3 separate regions of the Mus musculus genome follow, and regions 1 and 2 are each linked to region 3. Evidence: chromatin contacts called from public Hi-C and HiChIP or PLAC-seq data. All regions are on one chromosome and are shown on one strand. The core of a region is the stretch at or near the end of the contact, and the rest is flanking DNA. Distances in the headings are between cores, read along the strand shown. Region 1 has its middle 57 kb from the start of Pdk3. Region 2 holds the start of Pdk3 (pyruvate dehydrogenase kinase, isoenzyme 3). Region 3 holds the start of Pcyt1b (phosphate cytidylyltransferase 1, choline, beta isoform).

Evidence for each region. Hi-C and Micro-C count contacts between places; a contact is called where the count stands out from the background. HiChIP or PLAC-seq counts read pairs in DNA pulled down with a chosen protein or histone mark.
Region 1: a Hi-C map of the HPC-7 cell line shows a contact between it and region 3, with 3 times the contacts expected there. The contact joins the enhancer-like site here to the promoter of Pcyt1b in region 3. A contact is called at or near these places in 1 of 484 Hi-C or Micro-C datasets (the HPC-7 cell line), 1 of 115 datasets of contacts at active chromatin or transcription factors (CD8 T cells) and 1 of 9 other capture datasets (liver).
Region 2: an H3K27ac HiChIP or PLAC-seq map of embryonic stem cells shows a contact between it and region 3, with 2.8 times the contacts expected there. The contact joins the promoter of Pdk3 here to the promoter of Pcyt1b in region 3. A contact is called at or near these places in 4 of 39 promoter capture datasets (embryonic stem cells, hippocampal neurons, pre-B cells and 1 more), 2 of 484 Hi-C or Micro-C datasets (brain and embryonic stem cells) and 2 of 115 datasets of contacts at active chromatin or transcription factors (both in embryonic stem cells).

Annotation. Positions count from the first base shown.
Region 1 is chrX:93,887,334-93,891,239 of GRCm38.p6, forward strand. No RefSeq gene overlaps it. Among named protein-coding and RNA genes, the nearest start is that of Pdk3, 57 kb to the left of the region's middle. Within about 2 kb of position 2,533, at least 123 of the 459 cell types and tissues checked have an H3K27ac peak or open chromatin away from gene starts, as enhancers often do. A contact at or near this core is called in the HPC-7 cell line, where this site is marked.
Region 2 is chrX:93,830,503-93,834,320 of GRCm38.p6, forward strand. It overlaps Pdk3 (pyruvate dehydrogenase kinase, isoenzyme 3), which reads right to left and starts at 1,648. Exons shown (of 12, transcript NM_145630.3): 1 at 1,345-1,648. The coding sequence starts at 1,450.
Region 3 is chrX:93,673,339-93,677,382 of GRCm38.p6, forward strand. Pcyt1b (phosphate cytidylyltransferase 1, choline, beta isoform) reads left to right here and starts at 1,774. Exons shown (of 8, transcript NM_211138.1): 1 at 1,774-2,138. The coding sequence starts at 2,022.

The DNA.
Region 1 (3,906 bases), core at 1,283-3,782, 210 kb after region 3:
TTGGGGAGGAAAGGGTTTATTTGGCTTACACTTCTACATCACAGTTCATCAAAGGAAGTCAGGACAGGAACTGAAACAGGACAGGAACCTGGAGGCAGGAGCTGATGCAGAGGCTATGGAGGGGTGCTGCTTATTAGCTTATTCATCATGGCTTGCTTAGCCTGCTTTCTTATGAAACTCAGGACCACCAACCCTGGATGGCCTCACTCATGATGGTTTGGGCCTTCCCTGATTGATCACTAATTAAGAAAATGCTCCACAGTCTTGCCACAGGCCATTCTGGTGGGAAGATTTTCTCAATTGAGGCTCCCTCCTCGAGGCCAAATGACTTCAGGTTTGTATCAAGTTGGTATAAATAAAACAGGCTGGCTCAGACCTTGGTCAATTAAACCGCACAATACTGTTTGAAATGTGACTAGTGATCAGTACATTGTGAATGAGAAATCATCAGAGGATTTCTGCACACTCATGTGGCTCGTAAGAAGTTGGGATTTTTCAGTCCTGATCAGGTTACCTGCTAAGCTTGTCTGTGTTCACTGTACCCTGATCTCCTTTGTCCTTTGGAATGAACGTGGTAGCATCCATAGCAGTGGGAAAAAATGGATTCCAGGTGTGTATGGCAGAGAAAATAAGCAGATAAAAAATGGCCAAATCAGTAACAGCTGAACAACAATGAAACAAAGAAGAAACTACTCTGACACATCACCATGTACAGCATAGCCATATACACTGGGAAGCTCTACTCTGAGATACGATTCCAGGACCCTTGTCTTTCATGCTGTAGATGTACTACAGTAGTTGTCTTCACTGTTGTTAAAAACTACAATAACAATGACCTTGCTGGGTAAGTGGCACTTGGGAGGCAGAGGCATTCAGATCTCTGAGACTTTGGGTTCAACCTGGTCTATCTACCTTGTCTTAAAATAAAGGCCCTTCCAGCAGTACCTGGCACCATGGTAACCATTGTGGAACTGATTGCCTTTGTCAACATTATTATGACTGTTGCCAAAAAAGTTTACATTTTCCTCTTCAGAGTCCCACTCACTTTTACAATGAGGCCAAATGACAAAACATGCTTATTTTAGAAATTTTACAAGGAAAATAAGTCTACTTTTTAAAAAAAAAATCCCACATCTAGCCAGTTACTTACATTTCCAGGACAAAAGGCAATTTGACTTTGCTCAATTTGGCATTTGAGCACATTTCGGATTACTGCGGCCATGCACAGCCAAGCAGGACTAGACTTGTGTTTTTATTGTGTTCTTAACACTCAACCATAATTCCAGGCCTAACACTGCGTCTCTGCTCTCTGTGGGTATGTCTTTCCTACTTGGAAAGTTCCCAGAGGAGAGGAACAGTCACTCCCATTTGGGCATTCTTCAGGAAGCAACAGCACTAAGCCAGACTTTGCCAAATGCCCTGAACGGCTATGGGCCTTGCTTGCCACAGCTGTAAGCAGGCTATGACTCTGTTTCAATGTCCTCTGCTCACAAATGCCAGTTTGTAGCAGAAATAAATATAAGGAGACAAGAATTTTTCAGTGGAGTTTAATGAGATTCTTCTTACAGGTGTGTGTGTGTGTGTGTTTGTGTATGTGTGTATGTGTGTTTGTGTTTCTGTGTGTTTTGTTGTTGCTGCTGTTGTTGTTTAATGGCTGCTTTCATCTACTCAGCAACCTCAGACATTTGTGTTGCAGGGTACATGGCTCATTAAAGCCACCCGTTCCCACTCACGGGTACATAAATGAATAGGGCTGGCCAGAGCTGCACCCCATGAAAACATAGCATCTGTTCGCAGCTTATTATTTTTGCTAGCTGCCTGCCAAAACCCACAAGTCAATGGAGGGCTCTTTCTCAGCACACATAACAGTACCCTAATTGACACAAGTTCCTCTCTCTATCAAAGAGGCATACCAAGTGACAGCCGAGCGAAGAGAAGTGCAGCAGGGCAATGTGACGCTTACTGTCACATGAAACGGCCACTTCTAAAATTGTGTTTTAAAGAAAACGTAAAGTGGAGGGAGCAATAGAGAAGATTGGACAGACGTCCATTTCAGTGGCTAATTCTGCTTCCAGCCTCCCTACTGTGCTGCGCCCCAACTTTCCTCTGATCTTCTTTCCAGTTGGCCTGAGGGCCAAAGCAGAGAGCACTGGGCCAATCAAACTCTTCCTTTCTAGAAACACATTTTGCAATGTTCCCCTGCGAACCCACTATGCTTACTGGAAGTGAAGTAGGGGACAGAAGCGATGCAAAAACGAGTGTGCACTCTCATAGCACCGAAGAACAGGCTCCTCCCCCAAATCAGGAGCAGCTTCTAAATCACATGGAGAATCAGCAAAGGCGGAAAATGGATGTGCGTATATGAAAAATGTGCTGACGTATTATGCAAAGCTTTGCGTCTGCCTCCAAAAGCTGATAATTAAGAAGAGGAGGAAAGCAATCAAGGCTTGACTCTGTGTACCAAAGCACAGGAAAGATCCAGGGCTGTATTGTCAGCGCTGTTTCTCCTCCCCCATAATAGATCCTCTTCTCCCTTCCACAAGCAGTTTACAAGGCTATGTTTAGAATAGACGTCAGAGCTCGGAAACCAACTCGCAGAAGCAAGACTTTCCCAAGGGTGCCACCTAGTGGTACCTCTGTGTATTGCAACATAGCTTGGCCCTGCTGAGGATTCAGGATGCCAAAAGCAAATAACTTGGGATCAAGTCCCTCCATGATTACAAAGTTGAACCTTTGGGACTTGGCATTGGAATGGTGTGTTTTGAGTATCAAACACATAGGTGTCATGATGTGGTTAAAATGTTAAGGTGAGTCCACAAGGCAGAAAGCATGCATCGGGGAAACAGGTCTGCTCGTGCACTTGGCTGGTTTTATGAATCATTATATCCAGGACGTTTTCTTTTTCTTCATTTCTTCTGTATCAAGTCATGAAAAGATTTACAAAGGACTACTGAGAAAAGAATTCTGAAAGCGCATCTTCTGGCAAAAGGACTTTAGGTACACACACACACACACACACAGTGATCAAAACACTTTAAAATATCAGTACAAGTATTTGATATGAACCCTAGCAGAGCTTCATATCCTGTACAAAAATTCTGTCTCCCATAGCCTTGGCAGATCAGTCACTCTGAGTTCAGCCTTCGCTTTAGTGAGGAAACCTACGATGCTGAAACAGGTTTTCAAGACAATTTGGTTCTAAGCATACAGAAGCTCAGACTGTAATTCTGCGGACTGTCTACACTGGCCCCAGCACAGCCTTCTTCCAAGGGCCTTCCTCACATAGCTTCCACAGTAGCTCAGTGCCCTTCTTCCACACATCTCCTTTGCCACCACAAGCTTTCATTTGCCATAGTACTTAGAGCCTTCGTTCCCAGGTTCCCCTCCCACCCCCTGGAGACAATGCTTCTTTGAAAATCTGGCACACAAAACCAAATGCACGTTCCCCCGTGACAGCCTATTCCACCTACAGATTGCCTCACTTGAACTTATTCAAAACACACAGACACTCATATGTCTGCCTCTCTCTAGTTAAACTTTCAACTTTTCCGGTTTAAAGAGCAACAACCAACAATAAGATGGGGGAGGGGGCAAGCAAACTCTGAGCTGTGTGGAATTCTTCCCCACCCCACCCTTTATACCAGCATGCCTATTCCTCCTGTATTTCTGATTTAAATGTAACATACACGCCTTCTCGTGGCTAAATTGAATTTGCCTCAAACTCGAACCTTTTCTAGCATTATGACTTTTGTTCTGCGAAGTGTAGAGTACACTTTGTGTCTAGCGTCTCCTGATGTCAGATTCCTGTTTTTGGTGTGCAGCCCTTTAAAAGCAGAGATATTGTAGCACCACAGGCTTTAAGGTGCTTTAGCCTGCCGGTTCGTCTCTTCTGCAGTTTCTTCTCGA
Region 2 (3,818 bases), core at 398-2,897, 160 kb after region 3:
TTCATTCTAAGCTGTGAAGTCAGGACCTGTCTCATCTCTGGGACCCACATGCCAGGAGGAGAGAACCAACTCCCCCAAGTTCCCCTCTGATCCTACAGATACACCATGATACGTGTGGCCACACAAACAAGTTCGTGCATAGATAAAATGTTTAAGAATAAATACATAAATTCTACACATAGCCAGAGGGAGTAGAGTCCAACTACTGAAAAGCTTTTGAAAATGAAACTTAAGATGCAAAGGCCAACTTCACCCTCACCTTAGATTTTCATCATCTATCTTTGGTAACTTAGCTTCTAAAACTTAATTTGGCATCAGCTTCAACCTCTAACCTGTACCTCTTTCCATCCCCTGTGTTGCTCCCCCAAATATAGACAACACCATATTTTGCATATCTGGTCCTCCCAGAAGGTTGTACCTATTTTGCATTTTTATATCCAACTGATACCATCCCATGACATTTAAATCATATGAATTCAACAGATCTAGGCTTTGAGAGCCTAAGTCATCTTGAGTTTCCTTGGGGGGATGCTGAGTTCCATATTTGTTTTATTTCAGGTGTTTCATAACCGCATTCGGCCTGCTGGAGTTAGAATGACATTCTCTGGGGGAAACATAATTGATCAGTTCATGGAAGGTGGCAGAACCTATTCCCATCTAAGTAGGCCTCAGACTTTATTGGGGGTCCTCTCCATTCCCATCCCAATCCATGTAAAATGAAGTACTAGCCCAGCTGCCAAAAGGGTGTAAGGAAAGGTGCTCACACTTAGGCTGGAGTTGTCCTAGAACCCCTGCTTTGTAGCCAGGAGCCCACAGGTCAGCTCTTACCCAAGACTCTGACTGCTTTGAAGTCAGAATCATAATGATGGCGTTCAGGTCCTGCCACTCAAGGCTACCCAACACCTTTCAGCAGAAAATTTTGAACAAAACGCCACTACGTGATTTACTCAACCTCAAGGTGTTTCTAAACACATCTTACACAACCATTAAAAACGCCTAAAAATAAAAACGTTTACGAGTTCTCTTTCTGAAGTTTTCAGGAGAGTGCGGTTTGAGTCAAGTAGATTTGAAGCTCGTAATGAATAGCTGGAGAGTTCTGAGTGGAATGAGGGTCCTTGGACGAAGCTGGGCGTGAGGGTGTCAGGCCCTGCCCCTCCACTTCCCGAAACCCGAAACCTATGCCCCAGGAGGGCCCTCAGGCATGCATCCCCATCACCCCTCCCGGAGCTTCTCACGGAATTTGCCCAGAAGCTTAAGTAAGAGCCCCAACTACGGGCAGGACAAGGATGGCGTCTCCCTCACTCCCGTGGGGCCTTGGAGGTGGCTCCAAGGAGTCAGACTTACCGAAGTCCAGGAACTGTTTGATAGACAGTGGCGACGGGGAGAAGCGGGAGTAGCGCTCGATCTGCTTGGGGACCGGCTGCTTGAGCAGCCGGTAGAAGAGCCGCATCCTCACTAGAGCAGTGTGCAGATCCGCCGAGCCGTCCGGGACCGGAGCCGAGGCGGTCACCGCCGCCTAGCCGCGAGGAGGAGGCGGCGCCGGCGGGGCTTTACCTCTACCTGGGGCTCGGCCTTGGCGCCAGCAGCTGCTCGCCTGCCGCGACACCTACACAAGTACCGGGCAGCAGTTGGGCGGCCGTGGCCGGCTGCCCGCGGCTTCCCAAGCCCCGCCTGAAAAAGGCGGGATCTGCCGCCGCACGTACGCGGCGCGCGTGGGATGTGAGGGGCGCTAAGGGGTACGCGGCTGCACGCGCGCGCTGCTGATTGGCTGCCGCCGCCGCCTAAGCTTCCTTAAAGCCCCGGTAACACGCACACAAACCTCCTGGGTCTCGGGCTGGTACCAGCCAGCTCCGTTCCTGCAGGTCCCGCCCCGGATCAAGTCTTGAGAAGTGCTCCGAGACTTGAAGGCCATTGGGAGCCCACGCCTGAGCTATTTTTAGGGGCTCTAGACCTCCCCAACCCGAGGCCCCTCTTCCGGAAGGCCCTCCTCAGATCTGCTGACTCCTCAGCTTTAAGTTGTTCCATGTGGTCCTACGCTTCCAACAATTAATTACAGAATTAAGTGGAAGCTACTGGTCCCACCCCCACCTCCCCCTACACACACAAACATTACACGCGACAGGATTCAGTATATTAGCAATTAACCTGTCCTCGGAAGCTCTACTCACTGACTGCCCACCTTCACTCCGGGTGAATACCTTTGGACAGGATTGTTACAAAACAGTATTGTTACGTCACTGGCTGTGGTTCCTGGTCCTAGACCCCTCTTTACCAACTGGGCCAATAACAGCATCCTTAGATCACTGTTTCATGCCTCTCTCACCACTAAGACCTTTGAAGGAATCCATTACAAACGAAGGTCATTAACACTTGGTTTCCATGAACCTAGATCCACTTGCCCCGAGACAGTTGTCGGGATTAGTAACAAATATTTAATTGCCCAAACATACACATCCATTGGAAAGGCTCAAATTAGAGCCACTGAGCCGGACGTGGTGGCACACACCTTTAATCCCAGCACTCACGAGGCAGAGGCAGGCAGATTTCTGAGTTCGAGGCCAGCCTGGTCTACAAAGTGAGTTCCAGGACAGCCAGGGCTACACAGAGAAACCCTGTCTCAAAAAAAAAAAAAAAAAAAAAACAAAAAAAAAACAACAACAAAAAAACCAAAAAACAAACAAACAAAAAAAAACAACGAAGGGAAAAAAATTAGAGCCACTGACCAGTGTCTTTCACAACCCCTCCCCATCACAAAACCCTGACTCAGTTTCACCACTACTACCACTTTGGTGCAGGAATCTATATATTACATTGTGCTAGATTGTCTTTCTATGACAGTGAGCTTAAATTCATGGCTCAGTATATGAAATCAGTATTTCCTAATGTGGATATAGGAACTACTGCTTGCTTTTAACTGTTACCACAAAACATTAATTTTTGTTAATGTGTAAAGCTCAACTAGAAAAAAAAAAGGTAAAAGTTCTTCTTGGTCTGATTATTAGTGGAAAGTTTCATGCCTTCATTTGGCTATGTAGCGCCTCTTTGCTTTATGAAACTGTTGGGCTTCTGCTCTTTGAATTGAAAGAAAAACAGCACGTGCCTTCAGAGACGTCCTGTGCTCTTCCCACATTTCCAGATTTTTAGGTACAACATAACATACCTGGGCTACTTTGCCTTTTCCATTCGAAGCAAAGCCTAAAGAGACTTAGCAACACCCTTTGGAAAGGGCAGTTTTACCAACACAGCAGAACACTGACTGCAGTTGGGAGTGTGTGGGCAGACAAAAAGGAGTGGCCTAAGGTTGTCTACTCATTTTCTTGGGTGCTGCCCACAGGTGGAGTTTTACTGGTAGCAGTTATGGATGAAGATCCCCGAGAGTTGGTGGGGAGAGACTTTTTCCACCTATGTGGCACAGCACTGCTGAACCTTCCAAACTCACCCATCAACTTTTTCATAATTTCCTTTCCTGCTGCACAAACTCCTACTTTAAATTCTTTTATTCTGATGTTTTCATTACTTCAAATTAATATGCCTAATTTTATGCTTTCCTAAAAAGTGGCACAGTCCTAACAGTCGAGGAAATGTGAAAGAGGCCTGTGTGATGAAAACTTGTGCTGGACCACGACTCAAAGGACACAGCTCTAAACTTGACCCTATCATTAGCAAGCTGTGTGACCTAAGACTAGTCTACTAGCCTTTCTGTGTCTCAGTTATTTTAATGTCAGGTGAAAATGTATGACTTCTCTCCCTTTACTTGTGACAATAAAATAAAATAAATATACCTAATATAAGGCACATTTGGTCCTATTTTGTACATG
Region 3 (4,044 bases), core at 524-3,023:
GTGCTTTTGGAGGCCAGAGACTTTGGAGCTCCCTGGAGCTGCACTTATAGGTGGTTGTGAGGTATCTAACATGAGCGGTGTGTGCTCTTAACCACTGAGCCATTTCTCTAGTCCCTAGAGTTCTCTTAAGCATAGGTGATAGTGTCAAGTGAGCTACGTCATCCTGACTTAAATCGACAACTTTGGTGGGGTTTTGTTTGTCTGTTTGTTTTAGTGTTTGTTGTTGTTTGTTTGTTTGTTGTTTTTTCAAGACAGGGTTTCTCTGTGTAGCCCTGGCTGTCCTGGAACTCACTCTGTAGACCAGGCTGGCCTTGAACTCAGAAATCCGCCTGCCTCTGCCTCCCGAGTGCTGGGATCAAAGGCGTGTGCCACCACGCCCGGCTAAGACTGGTATTTTTATTCCATCCTGTGAACCACTGTTTCTCAAGTTATGGTCCCCATACCTGCAGCATTAGAATTACCAAGAAGCTCACTAAAAATGCAAATGCAAGCCCCACCTCAAACCTGCAAAATTTGATTTTTGGATCTGTCATGGGACCTATAGTTTTCACTCCTAAGACATTGCTGGCTGGTGATTCTGTTGTTGTCCACTGCTGGTCTGTGGCCACACTTGGATAGAAACCGTAGTTAGAAACACAAAATGAAAGCTTTGGAAGCATAAGGATTTATTCGGCTTGAATGGATTCTTCCTTAGTTCCTTTTGTGCTACACTTGCTGTATCCCTCCCTGCTCCTCCTCCCTCTTCTTCAAATGCCAGCTCCATTGCTTATGAACTTTGAGACCCTACGCAATTACTCTAAGTTGCAATTTCCTTACTTAGAACGTGGGGATAATAATAGGATCTGCTTTGGGTTCTTATGAAGATTAAGGAAGATCTAAGTAAAGTACTTGGCACTGCACCTGTGCTTAACAAATACTAGTGATTTTATTTCTTACTAATATTAGACATGGCATTTCACTAGAACAAACACTTTTGCAAGTTCTTTCCTTGGAATGTGTGTCTTCAGACTCCTCTTACACTGATGTTTTAGGATAATGTAAACACTAAGGCACATCACTGTGGTTTTTTTTCCCTCAGATTTCCATGAGCACTTGGATAGGAGTCTAGGCCCTATACTATAGGATATAGGGATGTTAGATAAGTGTACTGTGGAACAGATGACAGTAAGACTAATGGGGAAAGGCTGGCTGAGGAAGAGAGGGCAGTTAGACCTGGGAGGCAGGCTGTCAAAGACAACCTACCTCCTTTAAACTTCCTCCTGGAGCAGCCCCAGGGATAGACAGAGTTACAACAGGCCTTAGGCATCTGTCAGTGTTCCTGTCTTATGCAGTCCAGAAGATGAACACTCGGATGCCCACAGTGAGTTGCCGGACAAGCCCTCAGAAGCCAGTGGGCAATTGACCTAGTGGTTTGGGGCTTTAAAGTGGCTCTGCCTTCAGAACGATTCCTATTTAGCAAATGTTCTGACTACAACTGCATTAAATGCTCATGCCAGGGAATGGTCCTTTATGCTCTTTTGCGACGCGTCTGGGGCACCTCAGGAAACAGCTTTATCTTATCTAAGAAGTGCAGGGAGTCCTTACCAGGCACTGACAGAGACCTTCACAAGTGAATTAAATGCAAAAAACAAAAGCAGCAAGTTCAGGCCCGGTGGGTAAGGCAGGCCAGCCAATGGGCCCCGGCCGCTCCCAGGTGGAGTGGTACTATGATGACAGTAACCAACCAGCGTGCTCCATGCAAATGAGGATACTGTATCCGCACCAGACGCTCCCGTGCTGTCTGGTTGTTATAGTGATAAACTGAGGCCCTGCCTCTGGGCTTCTCCGAGAAAGAAAAGGGTGGTGTGTGCGTTGGGGGTGGGGGTGGGGGTAACCTCTTTACTTCCCCCCAGGGAAGACAAAAAAGAAGGGAAGAAGAAGGGGGATGGGTAGGGAAGAGAAAAATACGTGACAAAGAAAACATTCTTTGCCTGGGAGGAGACTCCCAGAGGGTGTAGAGCTGGAGGGAGCATTCACTGGCCATGCCAGTACTTACCACTGATGCTGAGTCAGAAACAGGTATCCCAAAATCCCTTTCCAATGAGCCTCCCTCAGAAACCATGGAGGAAATAGAGCACACATGCCCACAGCCTCGACTGGTAAGTAAAGACAAAGGATGGAAATGTATGCGTGGCTATGGCACAAAAGAGTTCCTTCTGTGCCCGCAGCCAGCGAGGAAAAAAAAAATGCTTACAGGATTTTCATGTAAATGAGAATGGAGCTGCAGCCTAATCCTTCTCAGCTGTTTATACTTAGCTCCTATACCGGACACTGTTCTCAGCTTACAAAGCATTATTGTATTGGCTGGGTAGGAAACGGGCTGCTGGGGATATGTTGTGCTTTTTTGTGCTTTGGGAGAAGAAAGAATGACCTCCCCCCCCCCTCCCTTTTAGGTGCATTGTCACAGTTTTAAAATGGTTTTCTTCTTCACAAACCTTGGACTGCTTCCCCGGTGAAGTTCTAAATTCTAGCTCAGGAACGATTTCTTTCTTTCTTTCGTTCTTTCTTTCTCTCTCTTTCTTTCATACCTAATGGCAAACGAAAACTATATGAAAACAAAACACCCTCATTCCTCTGATATATACCTTGAGGTTGCATGTAGAAAGAACGTGCGTTGAAAAGGAAGCGTGAACCTTTTTAGGACGATACTGAAGATTTCTAGTCAGGCAATGGCAACCTGGAGATGCTACGTTTATTTAGAATGGGGATGCATGCCTTTAAGAATGAAAGTACAGAAACAGGGCTAGAGCTTTCTTCTCTCTCAGTAACTGTGTCTCTATTGAGCAGCTTCTTTCACACTTGTTCTATTCTTTAGGTAAATGGGGAAGTTTCTTCTCAACCACTTCAGCAAACCTGGCCTCAAGGAATTAAAAAAAAAATAAAAAAGTCAAATAAATTGTAGGTTTCTTGAAGCTTGAAATCCTATACAACCTGGGGATACTGCTCTTTGAACCCCCAAATCCAAGACACAGACTAGAGTTATCCTTTCTTCAAGGATTTCTTCCAAGTTAAAACGTAAAGTGTTTTGATTGGCTGTGCAGTTTGACAGTAGGGAGACTTTTTTTTTTTTTAAAGAGGTTTGTTGTTGTTTTTGTTTTGGGGTTTTTTTTGGTGTAGAATTTTATATGAGCCCCCACATAATCTGGACTTACAGATTTCAATGCTAATCCACTATTGAACTGTTATTTCTTAATAAGGGTTTGAAGGCAGGCTTGGATCAACTTTCTGAAATCAGATAACCAGCGGGGAGTTATATTAGAGCAGTTTCTATGTTTTGAGGCATGTTTTTAGGGTATTTCAATATTAACTACTTCTTAGCCCATTAGCCAGTGACTGTGTGACATAAGTCATGTGGCCTCTGTGCACTTCTGTCATATAAATTTTTCTGATAAGTTGGTTATTTAAAAATTCCTCTGGGCCACTAAACAACTCATGGTTTAATAGTGGAAAAAACTGACCGCTAAAAGTGAATCACAAAATCTCCCAGAATATACATTTTAAATAAGTGCAATATACAAACTTGAAAACATACCCCTTTGGATAAAGAGTTTAGGCAGCAGAGAGAAAGGCAGTATCCAGCCCCAGTTTAATATATTTTCTTTCCCTCTCACCATTTAGCTGTTCCACTCCTTGCCTAGTTGGCCTGAGAGGGGTGTGCACAGGTAATCCCGGAAGGGACTAAGTTCAGTTCATTCTTTTGCTTTGAGCTTCTCTCAGGTAGTAACTGACCAGAGCCAAACCCAGCAGTGCCTCACCTTCTCCTTCCACACATGTGCAGAAATAAGGGATTGACAGAATTCCTTCAGAGAAACTAACTCCCTAAAGATCGCTTTGAAGGGCCACAGGTAGGCACTAAACTCAGAGGGGTATACCTGAAAAGTATGATCTCGTGCCTGTAGAATTTGTTCTTCAAGTGAGATGCAGTCTCTTCCTATCTTTTTGCGGGGCTGGGGCTACACAAGCACCACAGAGGTAAGAGAGGTGTGTTCCAAAATGGAATTGTTG